Regions from separate parts of the Mus musculus genome. Here region 2 is linked to region 1. Evidence: chromatin contacts called from public Hi-C data. All regions are on one chromosome and are shown on one strand. The core of a region is the stretch at or near the end of the contact, and the rest is flanking DNA. Distances in the headings are between cores, read along the strand shown.

Region 1 (5,108 bases), core at 1,777-4,276:
CACACACACATGCCCACACATGTTCATGTGTCCCCTGTCTCTGTCTCTCTCTGCCTCTATCTGTCTCTGTCTCTCTCTCTCTCTCACATATACACACACACAAAACCATGTGCATACATGAGTATAAAGACACGAATCTTGGGCTGTCAAGATGGCTCAGCAGTTAAGAGCACTGACTGCTCTTTCAAAGGTCCTGAGTTCAAATCCCAGCAACCGCATGGTGGCTCACAACCACCTGTTCAGCTACAATGTACTCATAAAATAAATAAACAAACCTTAGAAAACAAAAACAAACTTGAAGTATGAACTCAGGGTCCCCAGAATCAGCCTTCTGAGTGCTGGGATTCGGGTCAGGAATCACACTTCCTGGCTAAAATGCTTTGTTTTATTTATTTATTTATTTATTTATTTATTTATTTATTTATTTATTTATTATATGTAAGTACACTGTAGCTGTCTTCAGATGCACCAGAAGAGGGCATCAGATCTCATTACAGATGGTTGTGAGCCACCATGTGGTTGCTGGGATTTGAACTTCGGACCTTCGGAAGAGCAGTCGGGTGCTCTTACCCACTGAGCCATCTCACCAGCCCCCAAAATGCTTTGTTTTGGTTTTTGGTTTTTTTGAGACAGGGTTTCTCTGTGTAGCTCTGGCTGTTTGGAACTCGCTCTGTAGACCAGGCTGGCCTCGAACTCACAGAAACCCCTGCCTCTGCCTCCCGAGTGCTGGGATTAAAGGCGTGCACCACCACCACTGTCTTAAAATGGATGTCTTTAACTGATTTTACCAACTCCTCACTGACAGATACTCATTTCTCTGTCCTCCTTGTGTTGTGTGCTGCTGTGCTGCTGAAGATCAAATCCAGAGCCTGGCTTGGAGAGACTCACTTGACTGTGAAGCTTTCCCCAGCAGCCCTAGTCTTCCTTTTTCTTTTATCTTTTAAAGGATATAGTGGTGTGTGTGTGTGTGTGTGTGTGTGTGTGTGTGTGTGTGTGTGTGTGTGCAGGCATGTGCCCTGTACATGTGCATGCATCGCATTGTTCTCCACTCTATTTTTGAGACAAGCCTAGAGCTTGCTATTTCCTCTCGACTGGCTGGCCTCACTTCTCCCTGGGGTTACAGATGTGAGTCCTTGCACCTGGTTTTTAAGTGGGTCCTGAGGACCCAAACCCATATCCTCAGCAAGCACCTTACTGAGCCATCTCCCTAGCTCACCTTCCTACTTTTATTGAAAGATTTTTCTGGAAGACAGAAGTAATGGCTCATACCTGTACTCCTAGCACTCAGGAGGCAAAGGCAGGAGGATCTCTCTGAATTTGAAACTAGCCTAGTCTACATAGTGAGTTCCAGGACAGCCAGGGCTACATAGAGAGACCCTGTCTGAAACATCCTATTGTACTGACTTTGAAGTAGCAGAATTTAGGAGTGAAGTTGAAATAGGTGTTCTTCCTGGTATGACCAGAAGAGGACCAGAAGAGTTGCCTTATGGGAAATGTTTGACTAACTGCTGATGTTCTGCGTAGAAGAGAGAAGACTGACAGGTAGCAGCGGTCCTAAGTTTTTCTGGGGCCTTCCAGAGTCGGATGGAGCAAACATGTCTTGACTGCCTTTAAAGCTGAGAAGTAGCCGGGCAGTGGTGGCGCATGCCTGTAATCCCAGCACTTGGGAGGCAGAGGCAGGTGGATTTCTGAGTTCAAGGCCAGCCTGGTCTACAGAGTGAGTTCCAAGACAGCCAAGACAGCCAGGACTACACAGAGAAACCCTGTCTTGAAAAACCAAAAAACAAAAAAAAAAAAGCTGAGAAGTTACAAGCAGGCACCTTTGTTTTGTTTGTTTGTTTGTATGCTTGTTGGTTTTTCAAGGCAGAGTTTCTCTGTGTAGCCTTGGCTGTCCTGGAACTGGCTCTGTAGACCAGGATGGTCTCAAACTCAAGAGCTCTGCCTGCCTCTCCTCTTGAGTGCTGGGATTAAAAGCATACCTTACCACTGCCCACCCTGCAAGCAGGTGGATTTTTGTTGTTGTTGTTTTTGTTTTTTTCGAGTCAGGGTTTCTCTGTATAGCCCTGCCTGTTCTGGAACTCACTTTGTAGACCAGGCTGGCCTCGAACTCAGAAATCCACCTGCCTCTGCCTCCCGAGTGCTGGGATTACAGGCGCACGCCACCACCACCTGGCAGCAGGTGTATTTTTACAGGACATTTTCCCATGGCATTGCTACAGACAGGAGAGCTGCTTGGAGAGTCTCTGGAGCCGGGCGTGGTGGCTAGAGCTGTAGGAGAAAAAGACACACACACACACACACACACACACACAACACACACACAGAGAGATTTATGATTGCAATGCAAATTATATTGTTAATTGTCATATTCTCTTTCAGTTTGTTGAAAGCAGGTCCTGAGAGCAAGAAGGTCTCTGCTTGTTTACCCCCAAACTCTTGGTCCTAGGTTAACCTGCTCCCCAAGTTCTATAGCAGGAAAAAACAACAAGCAGATATGGGTATTATAAACTTGATATCCTTGCTGGAAATGGTGGCGCACGCCTTGAATCCCAGTACCTGGGAGGCTGAGGCAAGCAGATCTCTAAGTTTCAGGTCAGCCAAGGATCCATAGTGAGACCCTGCCTCAAAAAAAGAAAAGTGTTGTATACCGGCCTGCAGCCTACTTGAACCAGGTACACCTGGGAGGCAGGCTGGGGCTAAAAGAGACTTAGACGGGGAGAGATTAATGGGTACCAAGACACGATTCTGTTCAAGGCCCACCAGTTTACTTAGAGAGTGTGTTTATAAACGGAAAGGCTCATCCCCTGCCAGTCCACTCTAGGTGCCTGGAGCCTGCAGGATAGGTTGTTCCTCCGGAATATCTCAGGGGCCTCTCAGCAGGTAGCAGGGTCTTGGAGGGGACAGTGGCAGGTGACAGAACAAAAGAGCCATCAAGGTCAGAAGGCTCCACTTTAGGTAATCTCCTTCTTAGTGGCAGCAAGGTCAAAGTCTGGACCAGCCTGCTTCAGGCTGGGGGAGCCTACAGAAAAGGAAACTAAACCCTACTCCAAACCCACAGAAAACTGTGTTCTTGAGAACAGCATGTGGATAAATCATTTCCCACAGAGTTCGTCATGTATAAAATGCCCACAGTGGGAAAGAGGTGAGAGCCCATCCTCAGGGAGAGAGCTCAACTGGGAACTTCAGCTTATGGCTTCCACTTCCTGGTCAGTCTCAGCCTTGCTGTGAGCCCTGTCTGATGGTGTCTGCTGTCTGCCAGTTACTCACCTTTTGCCTTTGGTATAGAATAAGAGAAGGTTCTGGACTTCCTTTGGTCATGGCATGTGACTAAAACGTAGACATTTGCCTTCTTCTTCTTCTTCTTCTTCTTCTTCTTCTTCTTCTTCTTCTTCTTCTTCTTCTTCTTCTTCCTCCTCCTCCTCCTCCTCCTCCTCCTCCTCCTCCTCCTCCTCCTCCTCCTCCTCCTCCTCCTCCTCCTCCTCCTCCTCCTCTTCTTCTTCTTCTTCTTCTTCTTCTTCTTCTTCTTCTTCTTCTTCTTCTTCTTCTTCTTCCTTTAAAGATTTATTTACTTATTTTATGTGTCTGAGTACACTGTCACTGTCTTCAGACACACCAAAAGAGGGCATCAGATTCCATTACAGATGGTTGTGAGCCACCATGTGGTTGCTGGGAATTGAACTCAGGACCTCTGGAAGAGCCGGTGCTCTTAACCACTGAGCCTCTCCAGCCCGACATTTGCCTTCTTCTGGACCTGGACACGCACACTCACACACACACACACACACACACGCACACACACACACACACACACACACACACGCACGCACACACACACACACGCACGCACACACACACACACACACACACACACACACACACACACACACACTCCTGCCTCTCAAAGGCTTCTCAGTTCAGTGCATGTGAACTGGGAGCCGAGGCTGCCACTAAGAGGCGTCTCTTATCACTCTCTTTCAGAGGTGGTGCTGGTAAGGCAGTGACGGGGAGGAAGTGGTAGGTGGGGAACGTATGTGCTTCTGCAGAGACATTTCACTGGTTTATCTGTGGCCTGTGGGTGATCAACCTGGTGAGACTGGAAGAAAGCAAAGAGACCCCAGTGGGCTAGCAGGCCAGAGTTTCTGGTCAGAGGTCTATACGCTCCAAGCATGGCCAGAGGCTCACTACTTTTGCTCCTGCAAGATTTAAGAGCCATACAAGCAGTACACCAGCACATAGACTGACTAGGGTGGCCATTAGTTGTGGAGGCTACTATCAGGTTACTTTTAGCCTTTTCTTATTTTTTATTCACTTATTTTTACTTGTATGGCTGTTTTGCATTCATGTACGCATGAGAACTGTGTATGGGGGGGCCTGGTGCCCATGGAGGTCAGAAGAGGAATCCAGTTTTCTCAGACTACAGCTAGGTATGGTTGTGAACCATGCTGAGGGCTCTAGGAACCGAACTCAGTTCCTCGGTAAGACCAATGAGTGCTCTTAACCAATGAGCCCGTGTTACTGCTAGTGGTCTTTGTAGATCCCCTAGGTCAGACTGGTACAAGACATTGGTGACCATTTCTCTGTATGCATGCACTTTTTTTTTCAGTTTTTTTTTTTTTTTTTTACAGGTTCAGCTCTTTATTGGCCAACTTAACAAAAGCAGTTTAGTCAAAAAGACCAAAGCCCCTGTCATCTTCAGACTCCTCGGACTCTTCCTTCTTTGCTTCCACTTTCTTCTCCTCAGCTGGGGCGGCAGCAGTGGATGGAGCTGGACCACCAGCAGGCGCAGCTCCAGCTGCTGGAGCGGGCCCACCAGCCCCTACATTGCAGATGAGGCTCCCAATGTTGACATTGGCCAGAGCCTTGGCAAACGAGCCAGGCCAGAAAGGTTCAACGCTGACACCAGCTGCTTTAATGAGGGCACTGATCTTATCCTCCGTGACTGTCACCTCATCATCATGCAGGATGAGGGTGGAGTAGATGCAGGCAAGCTCGGAGACAGAAGCCATGCTGTAGACTGCCAGCACAGTGCTAGTCGCCGGATGAAGTGAGGGCCTCACCCCAACGCGGCCTTAGCTTCCTCGGAAGGACCGAGCACCTTGGCGGCAGCT
Region 2 (5,108 bases), core at 1,017-3,516, 61 kb after region 1:
TGCTGAGGCAGACTTGCTCCTGGTGCCTGTCTGGCCTCCCTCCAACCCCTCCATAGCCCAACTCTCATACTTCTTGAGGGCATGTGACTTCCTGCACCCTGACCCATCTTCTAGAATATTTCGTCCTTCTATTCTCCACCAGCTTTTCCTCTATCCATAAATTCCTTGACCCCATCTCTTCTGCACACCACCTCCCCACCCGTGACTGGTTAACGGCGGCCGGCTGCGTGGGTCCGCTGGTGGCGGATGAGGTCGGAGCTCTGCGAGAAGGCCTTTCCACAGTCATCACACTTATAAGGTCGCTCCCCACTATGCACGCGATGGTGCTGTAGCAGCGTGGAGGAGCGACAGAAGCCCTTGCCACACACAGCGCAGCGGTACGGCCTCTCGCCTGTGTGGGAACGCTGGTGCTGAATGAGTGTAGAGGAGCGGTTGAAGGTCTTGCCACAATCGGGGCAGCTGTACGTGCGGCCTGGCAGGTGGGTGCGGGCATGGATGGCCAGAACTGAGCTCTGGCCGAAGCGCTTGCCGCACTCTGGGCACTTGAAGGGCTTTTCACGGGCGTGGCTGCGGGCGTGGGGGATAAGTGCTGACCGTTGGGAGAAGCTTTTGCCACAGATGCCACAGCTGAAAGGCCGTTGCCCAGTGTGCACCCTTTGGTGACTGCGCAGGGACGAGTTCTGGCTATAGCACTTGCCACACTCGGGGCAGCTGTAGGGCCTCTCGTGGCTGTGGGTGCGCTGGTGTCGCAGGAGGTAGGAGCTGTCGCCAAAGGCCTTCCCACAGTGTGGACATTTGTAGGGCTTCTGGCCAGAGTGGGTACGCTGGTGGCGGAGTAGGTAAGAGCTATCAGCGAAGGCCTTGCCGCACCTGGGACACTTGTAGGGCCGCTCGCCTGTATGCGTGCGCTGGTGTTTGATGAGGTCAGAGCTCTGGGAAAAGGCCTTGCTGCAAACCTCACATTTGTAAGGCTTCTCGCCGGTATGGATGCGCTGGTGCTGGATCAGGGTCGAGCCTCGTCCAAAGCTCTTCCCGCAGATGCCACAGATGTTAGGTCGAGGGCCTTGCCCACCCCTGGCCCGGCCACCCCTACGGCCTGGCCCACGCAGGGTTCCTGTCAGATTCAGTGGATTCTGGAGCATCTCAAACTGGGGTGCAGCCAGCAGAGCCCCCGAAGGCATGTCAAATGGAGGCAGCGCTCCTGTGGGCTGCTCCCCAAACCCTTGAGTAAAGGAATCCAGGGGGTGGACTCCTAGGGAGATGCTCAAGGGATTCTTTTCCTCGGGGCTCAGAGGCATCTCTGCACCTTCCTGGAATTTGGAACTTTGAGTTTCAAACTCAGGGCTATGGGTTTTGAACTCAGAATTCTGAACGCCATCTCCAGAGTTCTGCGGTTCATACCCGGGGCTCTGAGATTCATACCCTGGACTTTGAGATTCAAATTCGGGGCTCTTTGAACCGTACCCAGGGCTTTTGGGTTCATACCTAGGACTCCCAGGTTCACAGCCAGGGCTCCTGGGATGGCAGCCAGGGCTTCGGGGCTCATACTTAGGACTCTGGGATTCAAACTCCGGGCTCTGAGGATCTGATTCAGGACTTCTGGGTGCAAACTCAGGGCTTGGGGGCACAAACCCAGGGCTTCGGGATTCAAACCCTGGGCTTTCAGGCTCAAACCTGGGGCTCTGGGATTCAAATTCTGGGCTTTGTGGCTCAAACTCTGGGCTTTGGGGTTCAAGCCCAAAAGGTATTTCTTCAACTTCATAGTCCCCATTGCCTTCTCGCTGAGAAATTTCCCCTTCTTCATTCTCACTTGTGTTGCCTGCAGGATCTGAGAATTACAGAAAATCCAGATTGAATGGGGGTCTGGAAGGTCATTGGGTCCATTAATTGTCCCAAAATTCTCTTCCCACTCCCCAAGCAGGGTCATTGGCCCCTACAAGTGAGGTGACAAAATGTACCACCTCCCCTCTAAAGACCCGGGGCACTCAGTCTCCACCCTCCACCCCACTTCCAAGTGTTTAAGATTCCGGCCTTATTTCCCTCCCGCAGGCCACAGCCCAGTTTTCTGGCACACTCCTAAGAGGCGCGGTCCTTCCCTCACCTTTGAGAGACCCTTCGGGGCTGCCCACTGCGTTGGGACTGTGCACATCCCGGGACTCCAGGCCCCACGACGACGCCTCCCGCTCCATCCCTGCCAGTTCCCAGTGCGGCGGCGGTGGCGATGGCGGACGATCCTACGACCCAGTTCGAGTGCCTGGAGCCCCGAGCCCTCGCCACCCGCGCGTTCAGAGCCTCCGAGGAGACCGGGCGGCCTGGCTTCGGCCGCGAAGGCCGGACGTCTTGACCCTGGGCCTCTCCGGCCCCGCCCCTGTCCGCTGCCCCGCCCCCCTCCCAAGGTCCCCGATTGTCTCGTGGCCCTCACCGGCCCCCGCGCGTCGTGGCCTCGGAGGTGAGGGGCGAGGCGACTCCTCCGGCCGTCCCCCAGCCACAACTCCCAGCCCGAGACCCTCTAGTCTCGGCCCCTAGCCCCGGCCGGGCTACTGCGCCCCTGCCCCCTCCCCCCGCACAGGAAGTGTCCGTCCCTGGCCAGTTCCCCCCGCTGGCTCGCGCCGCGGCCTCTCTAGGAGCGGCTGGAGGTGGAAACTCGTTGGCATTAACCCTGGACTGGATCTCCCGGGCCTCGGGGGGTGGGGGCGACCCGACGCCCCGGAGCCGGCGGGAAGGGCAACAGCAGTTTGTGTGTCTGTATCGCGGGTCTCGGCCTAACCGGGGACCTGTCTGCAGGTTTCTCCGACCATGTGCTGGCTACTGAGTGTGGCCAAGGGCGAAGCGGCAAGTGAGACCAAGGTCAGCGAGAAGGAGCGACGCTTCCCGGCGCCAGCGGGGGAGGCGGCTAGCTCCTCGCCTCAGCCTCGGGGCACTCGGACTGGCACCGGGAACGCGGACGGACGCCCGTTTGACCGCACAACCAGGCTCTGGAGCCCAGAGCCTGCTAGCCCGCCGAGCTACGACAGTGACACCCGCGCCCACTCCCCCCTCCCTCGCCCTCCCCTCCCCCTCCGCGATGCGGGCTCGTTGCCAGAGAAACAGCTCCGCCTCCGCGCCGCGAGGCACCGCCCACTCCTCCCAGGATTGGTTGTTGGGGCCGGCTGTCTCTGCTTCACCGTGGTCCCGGGGTCACCGTGGGTCCGGGCCGTGTAGAGCAGAGGGCGTTCAGGCCATTCTAACAGGATGCCCGGAATGCCTGCGGGAGTGAGAGAGGGAGGCGCCGGGCGTCTCCTCGCGAGCTCGGCCTGCGCTTTGTAAACTTTCCCCTGAGCCGTTTGTCCTGTATTAGGAAGAATGGAAGCCTAGGGCTCTTAGGGTAGACACCCTTCCTCCTCTGCTTTTCTCCCTTCTCGTTTCTTCTGCTCTCAGGTTTTACAGGTGCTGAGGGGCCACTCCAGAGATACTAACATAGGACGACCTTTAATTTCTTCCCTTTCCAAATCTTGTGTTTGATTCCTCGTTTCTTGATTTTCTCACAAGCGTGCGGGACAGTTCGGAGAGTGACACTGAAGAGTTCCAGAAGGGAAGGGGGAGGGGGAAGGGGAGAGAAGAGAAGAGAAGAGAAGAGAAGAAAAGAGAGGAGAAAAGAGAGAAGAGAAGAAGAGAAGAGAAGAGAAGAGAAGAGAAGAGAAGAGAAGAGAAGAGAAGAGAAGAGAAGAGAAAGAAGAGAAGAGAAAGAAGGAAGGTGGGCCAAACAGGCCCTTTTATAGCAAGCCAGACCTACCTGGCTGTTGCTAGGTAACTGTTGGGCGGAGCGTAGAAGGAATACCTGCAGATAGCCCTGGCCCCGCCCAGTCTGCGGGCCCTGTTCAGCCTTTCTCCCTGTCTCCCTGTGCTCTGCACTCTTCCAGATGGCTTTGGCTGTTCTCTCTCTCCTATCGACAATTAGAAATAAGATAAAGACTTTCCCCTAACTCTCGCATGGAACAGTCGTGTCGTCAGTATCATCTAATCTAATCTAATCTAATCTAATCATTTTCTACTCTTCTACTGAAGCAAGTTTGGTAGTCTTGACAGCTAACGAGCCAATTCGCTGCGCTCAGCTTCCTGCATACTATAATCAAGGGTTTTCACAGCCAGCAAGTTTGAAGATTCTGAAGACTCTGCTAAGCCTTTTGGGTGTCAGATGTCCAGATCTAGTAGTGATGTGTCTGTCCAGGAATGGTCTCTCTTTACCTCAGACTGGCCTTGACTTCTCTATGAACTGAGGATCCTCTTGTCCCCGTCTCCAGAGGACTGGGACTATATGTATGTGACACCATGCTCGGCCTTGTGAGTATGAGGCAAAGACTCCATCAACTGAGCTACACCCCTAGCTGCCTCCTCCTCTTTCTCTCCTCCTCCTCCTCTTCCTCCTCTCCCCTCCCTTTTCCCTCCCCCTCTCCCGCCCTCTCCCCCTCCTCTTCCTCATCTTTCTGTCTTCTTCTGTTTCTCCTTTTCTTCATAACCAAGTTGAGAACAGTCAAGTTGGCAGCCACAGTGCCTCTCCCAAGCAGATTTGTATTCACTCCCCCGTTGTTGAACTAGAAAAAAAAAATGTCCTTCAATAGCAGACACATTCAGCCATGGGTCACAACACCCTGCTTTCTGGGAAAACTGCTTTTATGCCCCTAGTTCAGACTACATGAACTTCTGGTCTTCATCTGAAGCATCAGAGCAGCTTCAGCCCATTCAGTGAGTTTCTCATATCCAATGACTGGGACCGAGATGCTGGCTTCATGGAGTCTGCATGACAAAGGGGACAGTCTGCATTTCAGAAAGTAAGCCTTGCCTTGAAAATACCACGGTTTCTCATCTGTGGGTTCTGCACCTTCTCATTTAACCAAACGTTAATATATATATATATATATATATATATATATATATATATGAAGGGCTGAGAATGTAACTCAGAAATCAGAGTGCTTGACACAAAGTCCTGGGGTTAGCCTTCAACACTGGGGATAGTGGTAATAGTTTCTGTCTGTGCTAAATATACACAGCTTTGCTTTGCCAGTACTCCCCAGAAAACAGTGTAATAACTTGACATTATCCTGGATATTGTTAGTAATTTAGAGGGG

What was found. A called contact is a pair of places that touch in the nucleus more often than the background predicts.
Region 2: a Hi-C map of the G1E-ER4 cell line shows a contact between it and region 1, with 3 times the contacts expected there. The contact joins the promoter of Zfp768 here to the enhancer-like site in region 1. A contact is called at or near these places in 15 of 39 promoter capture datasets (the 3T3-L1 cell line, 3T3-L1-derived adipocytes, the C10 cell line and 9 more), 4 of 15 datasets of contacts at CTCF or cohesin (CD8 T cells, the NIH/3T3 cell line, large pre-B cells and 1 more), 21 of 484 Hi-C or Micro-C datasets (B cells, the G1E-ER4 cell line, the N1E-115 cell line and 14 more), 23 of 115 datasets of contacts at active chromatin or transcription factors (the 230-238 cell line, CD8 T cells, the HPC-7 cell line and 15 more) and 3 of 9 other capture datasets (adipose tissue, liver and pancreatic islet).

The regions. Positions count from the first base shown.
Region 1 is chr7:127,281,380-127,286,487 of GRCm38.p6, forward strand. It overlaps the pseudogene Gm17511. Among named protein-coding and RNA genes, the nearest start is that of Gm31897, 3.9 kb to the right of the region's middle. Within about 2 kb of position 3,027, at least 7 of the 459 cell types and tissues checked have an H3K27ac peak or open chromatin away from gene starts, as enhancers often do. A contact at or near this core is called in the G1E-ER4 cell line and the SCID.adh cell line, where this site is marked.
Region 2 is chr7:127,343,048-127,348,155 of GRCm38.p6, forward strand. Zfp768 (zinc finger protein 768) reads right to left here and starts at 2,267. Exons shown (of 2, transcript NM_146202.1): 1 at 2,102-2,267; 2 at 1-1,828. The coding sequence starts at 2,189. The coding sequence ends at 210.